Regions from separate parts of the Gossypium arboreum genome. Here region 1 is linked to region 2. Evidence: chromatin contacts called from public Hi-C data. All regions are on one chromosome and are shown on one strand. Each heading gives the region's core, a stretch centred on a gene start, on an enhancer-like site or on the middle of the called end of the contact. The rest is flanking DNA. Distances are from core to core; before and after follow the strand shown. Region 1 has its middle 9.1 kb from the start of LOC108457833. Region 2 holds the start of LOC108460038 (adenylate isopentenyltransferase-like).

What was found. Hi-C and Micro-C count contacts between places; a contact is called where the count stands out from the background.
Region 1: a Hi-C map of leaf shows a contact between it and region 2, with 2.1 times the contacts expected there. The contact joins the enhancer-like site here to the promoter of LOC108460038 in region 2. A contact is called at or near these places in 2 of 5 Hi-C or Micro-C datasets (both in leaf).

What each region holds. Positions count from the first base shown.
Region 1 is chr4:112,864,340-112,868,626 of ASM2569848v2, forward strand. No RefSeq gene overlaps it. Among protein-coding and RNA genes, the nearest start is that of LOC108457833, 9.1 kb to the right of the region's middle. Within about 2 kb of position 2,127, at least 2 of the 2 cell types and tissues checked have an H3K27ac peak or open chromatin away from gene starts, as enhancers often do. A contact at or near this core is called in leaf, where this site is marked.
Region 2 is chr4:112,814,437-112,818,767 of ASM2569848v2, forward strand. It overlaps LOC108460038 (adenylate isopentenyltransferase-like), which reads left to right and starts at 1,274. Exons shown (of 1, transcript XM_017759419.2): 1 at 1,274-3,441. The coding sequence starts at 1,745. The coding sequence ends at 2,797.

The DNA of each region.
Region 1 (4,287 bases), core at 877-3,376, 51 kb after region 2:
TTTAAATATTTTTATATTATTTTTATTTCTGTCAAGTTTCCCCGGTAATGAATGTAGAATAAGACAAGTTTTTATAAAATAAGTATTTATTTATTATCGTAGTTAAAACAATAATATGTTATCAACAATAAAATTGTATTAACTATAATGTTATCAAAATGAATTTCTAACTATAGAAAGAATAATGATTAAATTAAAATTTTAAGTATAAATAGAATTTATTTTTTTAAAATAATTTAAAAGAATTTATTAAAAATTATCAATTGCTTTTTTAAAACGCTTAAAGTAAAGATGACTAGTGATTAGAGTTGTTCAATGATCGAACTACCCATCTAAACTAGAATGATCCGTCCAAAATATAAAAAAACTTGAACAAATAAACAAAGCCTCGAAAATAAGATTAGGTAGAAGTATAAACTTATTTTCTATTCGGGTTTGACTAAGATAAATTATTAAAATTCGAACCCGACACAATCTGATTATATAAAATTTTAATATATAAAACCAACTTAAACCCAAATATTATTTAAACCTAAATGTAGACCCATCTTTAATACATAAAAACCAAGCCCAAACCCAAACAAACCACATCAATCTATATTTCTCATTTGTTGCTGTTGTTCTCAATTGCTAAAGTTGAAAGTTTTAGTCTTTTAATTTATTAATAAATTGTGGATTATCAAAGAAAAATTTAAATCCAAGACTCAATTATCCTATTTTATAGAGAGTTAAATTTGGATAAAATGTTAAAATTTATATTTTAATTGGATTGAATCTACGTATAAACAATGTCTAAAACTTTTTAAAAACTTTTAACTCATGTTAAGTCATGTTTTATATATTTTTGTAGTAATTTAATTTAAAGTATAATATTTTTTCGTTATCGAATTAGTTGTGTGTTTTAATTTGTGGTATATTATGTATAATTTCTTTTTGAAATTTAATATGATAAAACATTATATAATTTATATGATCTTTTACGCATTAATAATTAATTTTACGTGAATTTTAACATGTTGAAATGTTTTTATATTCATTTTATTTTCAATATTTGTATGTCATGTTTCAATTATTTTATAATTTGAATAGTTTTGTTTATAGTAATTTAATCTAATTTCGTGAACCATTGGCAACATATTGTAGCATAGATAAAAACCCTGTCATCTATAAAAAGAAAAAAAACTATTATTTTAAGAAAATTCTAAAATTAATATAGAGGAAAATTATCTTTAAAAAATATAAAATTCTATAAAAATTATAAAAATAAAATCTTGAAAATATTATTGCTAAAAACTAATATGTATGGGAAATAAACAAATTATATTCTGATCCTTTTCTTTTATTATAACGAAATAGTCATTTCAAGAAGCAGAAGGGTAAAAAAGAGAACCAATAATTTTGCTTAACGTTTTTATTTTCTTTCTATGTTTTTTAAAGAATGGATATTGATTATTTCTAATTTTTTAAAAAATTATTTTTATCATTTTATATATAATTAAGGTCAAATTGACATAAAATATAAAAATTAAGGATTAAAATTTTATTATACTAATTAAAAAATGTCACTTAACAGTCAAATGACAGAAAAACAATTTCAAAAATTTCATGATCAAAGTATAAATTTCTTTAATTAGTTGACTAAAACGAAAATTTACCTATAATTTAATAACTAATAATGTAATTTATCCTTGTAAATTATAAAACCATTAAACCCAAACCCATATCTTCCCTACACCCTTTAAAGTCATGACCCACTAAGTTAAAGCCGAAACCCAAATTTATAAAGAAAATGAAGTCTAAACCTTTACATTATCTAGAAAACCTTAATGGAAAATCAAATTGAAATTTCAGCCCGTCCTTCACTAACAGTAATAATCTTTTCTCTGCGGATACTCTTTAAAAAGTAAATAATTTTTTAAAAAGATAAATAATTTATCATAAAATATACTCATTTTTATAAGTAAAAATTAAATTCTAATTTCATAATTAAAAGATAAAGTAAACAACCATCAGCACATCTTGATTATATCACCAGAATACTACAAAGTTGATTTCTTAGGATCCCTTCCATAATCCCAACAACAGTGGCCGTTGAAAAATTCCCAACTCGCCGTAAGAACAAAGCAGGCCTTGCGACTTTGTCAAACAGTTGATCGAAACGGATGAGGTTGAATCCTTCCTGGTCACATCACCATCTGCACTTTCACTCTTTCATTGATTCCCATAGTTGGCTTTCCATCCTCCTTTTTGCTTGCAACCTGATGCCACTGCTTTCTATCAAGGCGTCACACCTAAACTTTTCGTGCGGCAATAAGATGGTAATGGTGGTGGGGGCATCACCCATTTGGAATTTTGCTTTTCATTGATGCCACTTCTTTTCTCTTTCCAAACCAAATCAAGCTGTTCAAGAAGGATTTAGCTACCAAATTTGTTATTTGGACAAAAAGAAAGTAGGACCCCCCCCCCCATAGTTATTACCAACCAATGTATTCTCTCAGTTTAACCCCATCACACATCAAACTGTGATCACAAGAAAGTTTCAGTTTAAGTATGGTAAACTGATTGATTGGCGACCACCAAACCTTTGAAACTTGGGACTTATTTTCTTTTTCGTTGGAAGGAACTAATAGTTGGGTAGATTTTATTTATGGCGACAGCGAGATGGTTTTTGCTTGGGCGACTACTCAACTGGAAGGAAATTATTGAGACTGAAACAACTGCTGCTTTGCTAGTTTAGTTCAGGATTGTTAGTTCCAACTTTCCTGAAATATAAAAAAAGTAGGGATTTGCCTGCTCCCTAATATTTTCCTAAGGTTGAGTTAGGTCAAGAATCAGGATATGTCTATTTTAAGCTCATATCTAAACTGAATATGTATTTCATCAACAAAAAGAATACCTGAAAATGTATTCACATTTCTAATTAATAGTAAAATTACTTTCTTGTCAGTTAACTAAAGTATTCTACTTTCTTAAAATAATAATAAAGCAATCGAAGATATGGGTAAATGAGCACATAATTTACATTACCGACAAAGATGGACTTTGGCTCCTTTCATTCAAATTATTTTGTAAATAAAATTTACAAGTAGATTGGGGATGATAAGTATATATAGGATATAGTAAAATATTAAATATATATAAAAAAATTAGACACGTGACAAATTTATAATTTTATTTGTGTAGTTAAAAAAATGCATTGTTAATATATTAAAACTCATCTTTTATTTAAATATTATATATATATTTAAATAGAGATCTTCAAGAATATTTGTCAAAATATTTCTTTTTAAGTATCGACCTCCGTACTCATATGTGCCAAAGTCTACATGGATACGTTTTGGCGGAATCCCGACAATAATGATTGTTGAGGTCAGACTTCCTTTCCAACAATTTTTGTATGACGTAATGTTATTTTTTAAAAGATTTCTAGTGTAATCTCATATAAATTAAACTTGCATTTAACTCGCATGGATGTTGAGTATTATGTCTACTATAAATACACCTAAAAACCTCAAAAGTTTCTTTAAACCCTATTAACCCTAATATCTAACCATAACTCTAAACCTTAATTGAAACATTTGATAAATGATAGCCAAATTATTTCCCTCCAAACTATTTAAGCTTCAATCTATTATTAGGATAAAAATTTTAGTCCAACTCTAACTTTAACTCAAATCGACCCTGACTCTCCTAATTCAAATGCTTTCGTAAGCATGGTATTCAATAAGTGTTTAAACATTTTTGGATAATGAAAAATCTTCAAGACTAATTGTAAATAAGGTTTACGATAATCTAGTAAACCCTATGTAAGGTTACTTTAGATAGATATTTTGTACTCGAACAATTCTTAAACACTCACGAGAGGCCATACTTGAAAATGAATCCAACCACCTATGATACTCATGAAAAAACATCTAAATCAAGAGAGACAGTTCACTTCAATCAAAGTTAGAGTTGCATTGAAATCATGTGAGGAAAACAATTTGTTGAGTGTTTGTTAAATACTTTAATTGAGCTTTAAACCCTAGCTTCTACAACTTAAGACAGGTAATTTAGTTAGATTACCCTTGAGACTTTAAAGAAGAATCTAATTAAATTACATTTCACAACTTGTACAAACTAGAAATTTTTTTACAAGATGATTTACTAATCTATCGTAACTTAATACGTTAAATTAGGCTCTCTAGAGTACTCAATGAGCTTGTTTTCAAATAGTTTACAAGTATTTTTAATGTTTCTTTTTATTGATTCTTAGATTTTAGTGTTAATGATAGTTTTTATTGTATT
Region 2 (4,331 bases), core at 24-2,523:
GTTGGATTTGGGTACTGAGTGATCTCTTCATAAAGAGCTGTTATTACAGGGGCTTCGGCGAGCAGAAAATAGGAAAAATGAGAGCAATATGTAGCTAAAGTTATGGAAACCCAAAACCTTTCCGAAGATGAAAACTTTTTTATGGAAAGCATATCAAGAACGATTTAGCAACTAAAGAAAATTTGGCAAGACGAACTAAGCATAAAGAAAAGGGATGTCTTAGAGGGTGTTTGGATAAAAATCCATTAACATTTCGTGTTTTTTTATTAGATACAAAAATATATAGCAGGATGAAAACTAGCATTTGGAAGGCAACTCCATCTTAATCAGTTTGGTGAACAACCAAGTGATGAAATGTGTGTCTAAATAAAAACTGATAATAATAATAATAATAATAATAATTTGCAAGCTAATAGAATCTCTCTTAAATAATATTCCCCATCACTGGTACAATTATTATTAAGATGAAATCCAAATCTAAAATATTACAGATAATATGGGAAATAAAAATATTAGAGAGGGAAAAGAGAAAGAAATCTAATTTAATTTCTAATATAGATTTTAGCAACACTTCTGACTATAATTTAATTCTAAATTTATAAGAACAATCTTAACAATGTGTGCTAGCTGCAAAATGTTCCCACCTGATTGCGGAATTAACACATGAAAAATCTCTCTTTCCTCTATACTAGAGTTGATCATGGGCTGGGCGGCCCGGCCCGACCCGAAGGCCCGTCCAAAAAATGGGAAGGTTTGGGTAAAAATATAGGCCCGAAAAATGGGCTTGGGCAAAAAAACGATGTCCGTTTAAAAACGCGGCCGGGCCTCGGTAAGAGTTTTTGGCCTGCCCTACTGAATTATATATTAATATATTTTTTATTTTATTTTTAATTATTTTAAATTTTTAAAATAACTATTTTTATTATATTGTTAATTTGTGTATTGTTTTAAGAATTGTTTTAGTATTATTTTATTTGTTTTAATATTTATTTTTATGTTTTTAAATATATTTGATTTATTATATTTTTAAATTTTTTATTTAATGAAATAAGAAAAAAAATTAATATGGGCGGGCGGGCCGAGCTCGGCTTAGTAATTTTATTTCGGCTGAGCTTAGACAAAATTTTAGGCCCATATTTCGGGCCGGGCCGGGCCCAAGCCTAATAGACGGACCTAAAATTTTATCTGGGTCCAGCCCGAACCCAACCCGGCCCGACCCATGATCACCTCTAAATGCAGTTGAGAGTATAAATAGAGAGCTAGATTTGGGCATCGCCACCACACCAGGCTCAAACTTATATAGTAATTCCAAAAGGGCCTTTGATTCGCGCTTGAACAGCTCAATTTTCATTTTTATAAACACTTCCAGCTTTTCCACCTGCTATTTATTATTAATCTTCTCTATCAGTTTAACAACAATCTTCAATCCCATTCCTTTTTCTTCTTCTTCCTCTTCCTTCTCCTCCTCCTCCTCTTCCTATTCGATTGTAAAAGGTTGATACTTTGTCACCTCATGAGGTGGTGTAGATCAAACCCAGAATGCCGAAACACTGAAACTAATAAATTTACATATAGGCCAAAAGCCATTGCTTGAGAGTTTCTTTTTTCCTCTTTCTCTGTCTGTTGCCCTGTTTTTGTGTTATTGGTGGTTAAATTTCAATAAAACTAAAGGTACACGCAGAAGGTTTCCGTATTATACGTCCCTCCACAGCTCATCAAAACCCATAACCAGCCTGTCTTCCTCATGAAACCCACTTTCTCTTCATTTCACTCTCTCCATTCTCCGCTCTTTCATCCTCTTATTTCCCGGCACCGGCGTCCACGGTGCCCACGCATGGACTCCTCTTCACCCCCTCACCATCACTCCAATCAAAACAAGACCAAAATTATCGTCACCATGGGTGCCACCGGCTGCGGAAAGTCCCGCCTCTCCGTCGACTTGGCCACCCATTTCCCTCACTCTCAAATCATAAACTCAGACAAAATGCAACTTTACAACGGCTTAGACATAACAACCAACAAAATCCCTCTCCACGAAAGGAAAGGGTTTCCTCACTTTCTGCTGGGGGACTTGGACACCATCGACGCCGACGTGTCGCCCTCGCAGTTCCGCTCGGCTGCGGGTTTAACCATTGCCAACATTGTTTCGCGTGGAAACTTACCGCTTCTTGTTGGTGGGTCCAACTCTTTTATTCATGCTCTCCTTGTGGAAACCTTTGACCCACAAGTGGACGTATTCACCGGGCCAGACTCGGTGAGTCATCTCCTAAGGTATGATTGCTGCTTTCTTTGGGTTGACGTGGCTTGGTCGGTACTGTCCGACTATTTGTGTGAACGAGTGGATGAGATGCTGGAGTCGGGGATGCTGGAGGAGTTGGCTCAATTCTATGACCCAACAAAAGTAGGTGTCCGGGTCGGGTTAAGAAAAGCAATAGGTGTGCCCGAGTTCGACGAATATTTTAGAAAGTACCCTCCATGGGAAAGCGAGGAAAACGGGAGGGTACCAAAGGAAGGGTGCGATCAGGCACGGAAGGAAGTGTACGAGGAAGCAGTGAGACTGATCAAAGACAACACATGTATATTGGCGAAGAGGCAGATAGGGAAGATCATGCGGCTGAGAAAGGCAGGGTGGGACCTAAAGAGATTAGACGCAACCGCGACGTTTAGAGCGATGATGATGAAGAAGAAGAAAAACAAGTCGTCATCACCAGCATCGTCGGACTTAGAATGGAGGGATATATGGGAAAGGGAAGTGATGGAACCAAGCGTGAAGGCCGTGAGGCGATTTCTGCAGTAGGTTTGTCCAGCTTTTTTCCAGCTAATTTTATTCATTCTCTTTCTCTCTTTCATCTTTCTATATGCACACATAAACGTACGTCGGAACGGATTAGGCAGAGTCCAAATGGAAGGGAAAATGGCGACCAATTTTGGACGAGTAGGCCGCCTTTGGTTCCACTTAGTGCCAATGGGGAGGCCGTTAGGTGCTGGGGGCTAAGAGCTATACCACCCCCCCCCCCAAAAAAAAAAAAAAACAACAACAAAATTTTGTAGGTAAACAGATTTTGTGAAATTTTTTTTTAGTTGCTTTCTGCTAATGTTAAGAGTGTAAGTAAAATGGAAGGATACTTTGGCTCGTATGTTGTTATGGTTAAGGAATGTGAGGGATTAGAAAAGAACAAACTGTTGAAATGGGAGACTATTTTATAATGGCCTCATTTTATCAGAATGGTACAAAAATGGCCTTTTATTTGCTTGTTCCTTTAAAAATCCTATGCAAATGGTTGAGTCGCCAATCTCTGTTTTGGATTGCGCCAATTTAAATGTTGTATTGCCTCTAAGTCCACTGTTCATGTGCAGCAAAAAGAATGAACACATACTTTTTAACTTATGTCAATTTGGCCTTTCATACTTTATAGTTTTTGGTCATTGATTTCATGTAAACCTAATGTGTCAACAGCTCTATTTGGAATATTAACCTATACCTAGGTTGCCACGTCGGATGACGTGAAATTTACATCCAACAGAATGATTCTAATCAATGACCCACATTTTTAACCAAACCATAAGCATCAACCCAACCGCTTTAACCAAATAAAAAGAACCCTAAATAATCGCCACTTCAAGAAACTTGAATTGCGGAGATAATTGGTTTGCAAGAACTTGATTTCAGCTACTGTTTTCTTAATCAAACGATAGCCTCAAATGTGTATAAGCAATCGAAGGAATGAATTAGGTCTACTTAACAAATTTTCCAAACCTAAACATATATATAAATGTAGATCGAATTTTTATTCAACAACAATAATTCAATTTCTGTCATCAGTTTCAACAAAGGAGATAAATATATTATCCTATATTTTTACTCCATTTTCAGTTGGTAGCTCCAGAAATAGTTGTCAACTTGATATGTATATATATATGTATATTATATCATCCAAAACGATACCCAAAATATAATTTTCATTATCTAATTGCAGCCCTGGATCCTTGGAACACCAGAGCAATGGTCCTAATGCTCTGTAATCTATTTTTATGACGAGAATACCTTATTTCCAGTTTTGTGCTAAGAAAAAAAAAAGGCTCTTCTTTCTCTCGTCGGCTGAGCTAAGCTTAACTAACTGCTGCCATAAAACTTTGGGAAGTCAATTCTGGTAATTAAATGTCTTTACATTCTTTAAAATGATGGAACGAATTGTCAATTTTCTGCCAGAGCCAGAAATTGCAGATACACACAGTTTCTATTACATTTACTTTGTAATTGAAGAGTGAGTCCATATCAACATACCAATTATTGATGGGTTGAATGGAAAGTTATCTGATACGGTAAGATT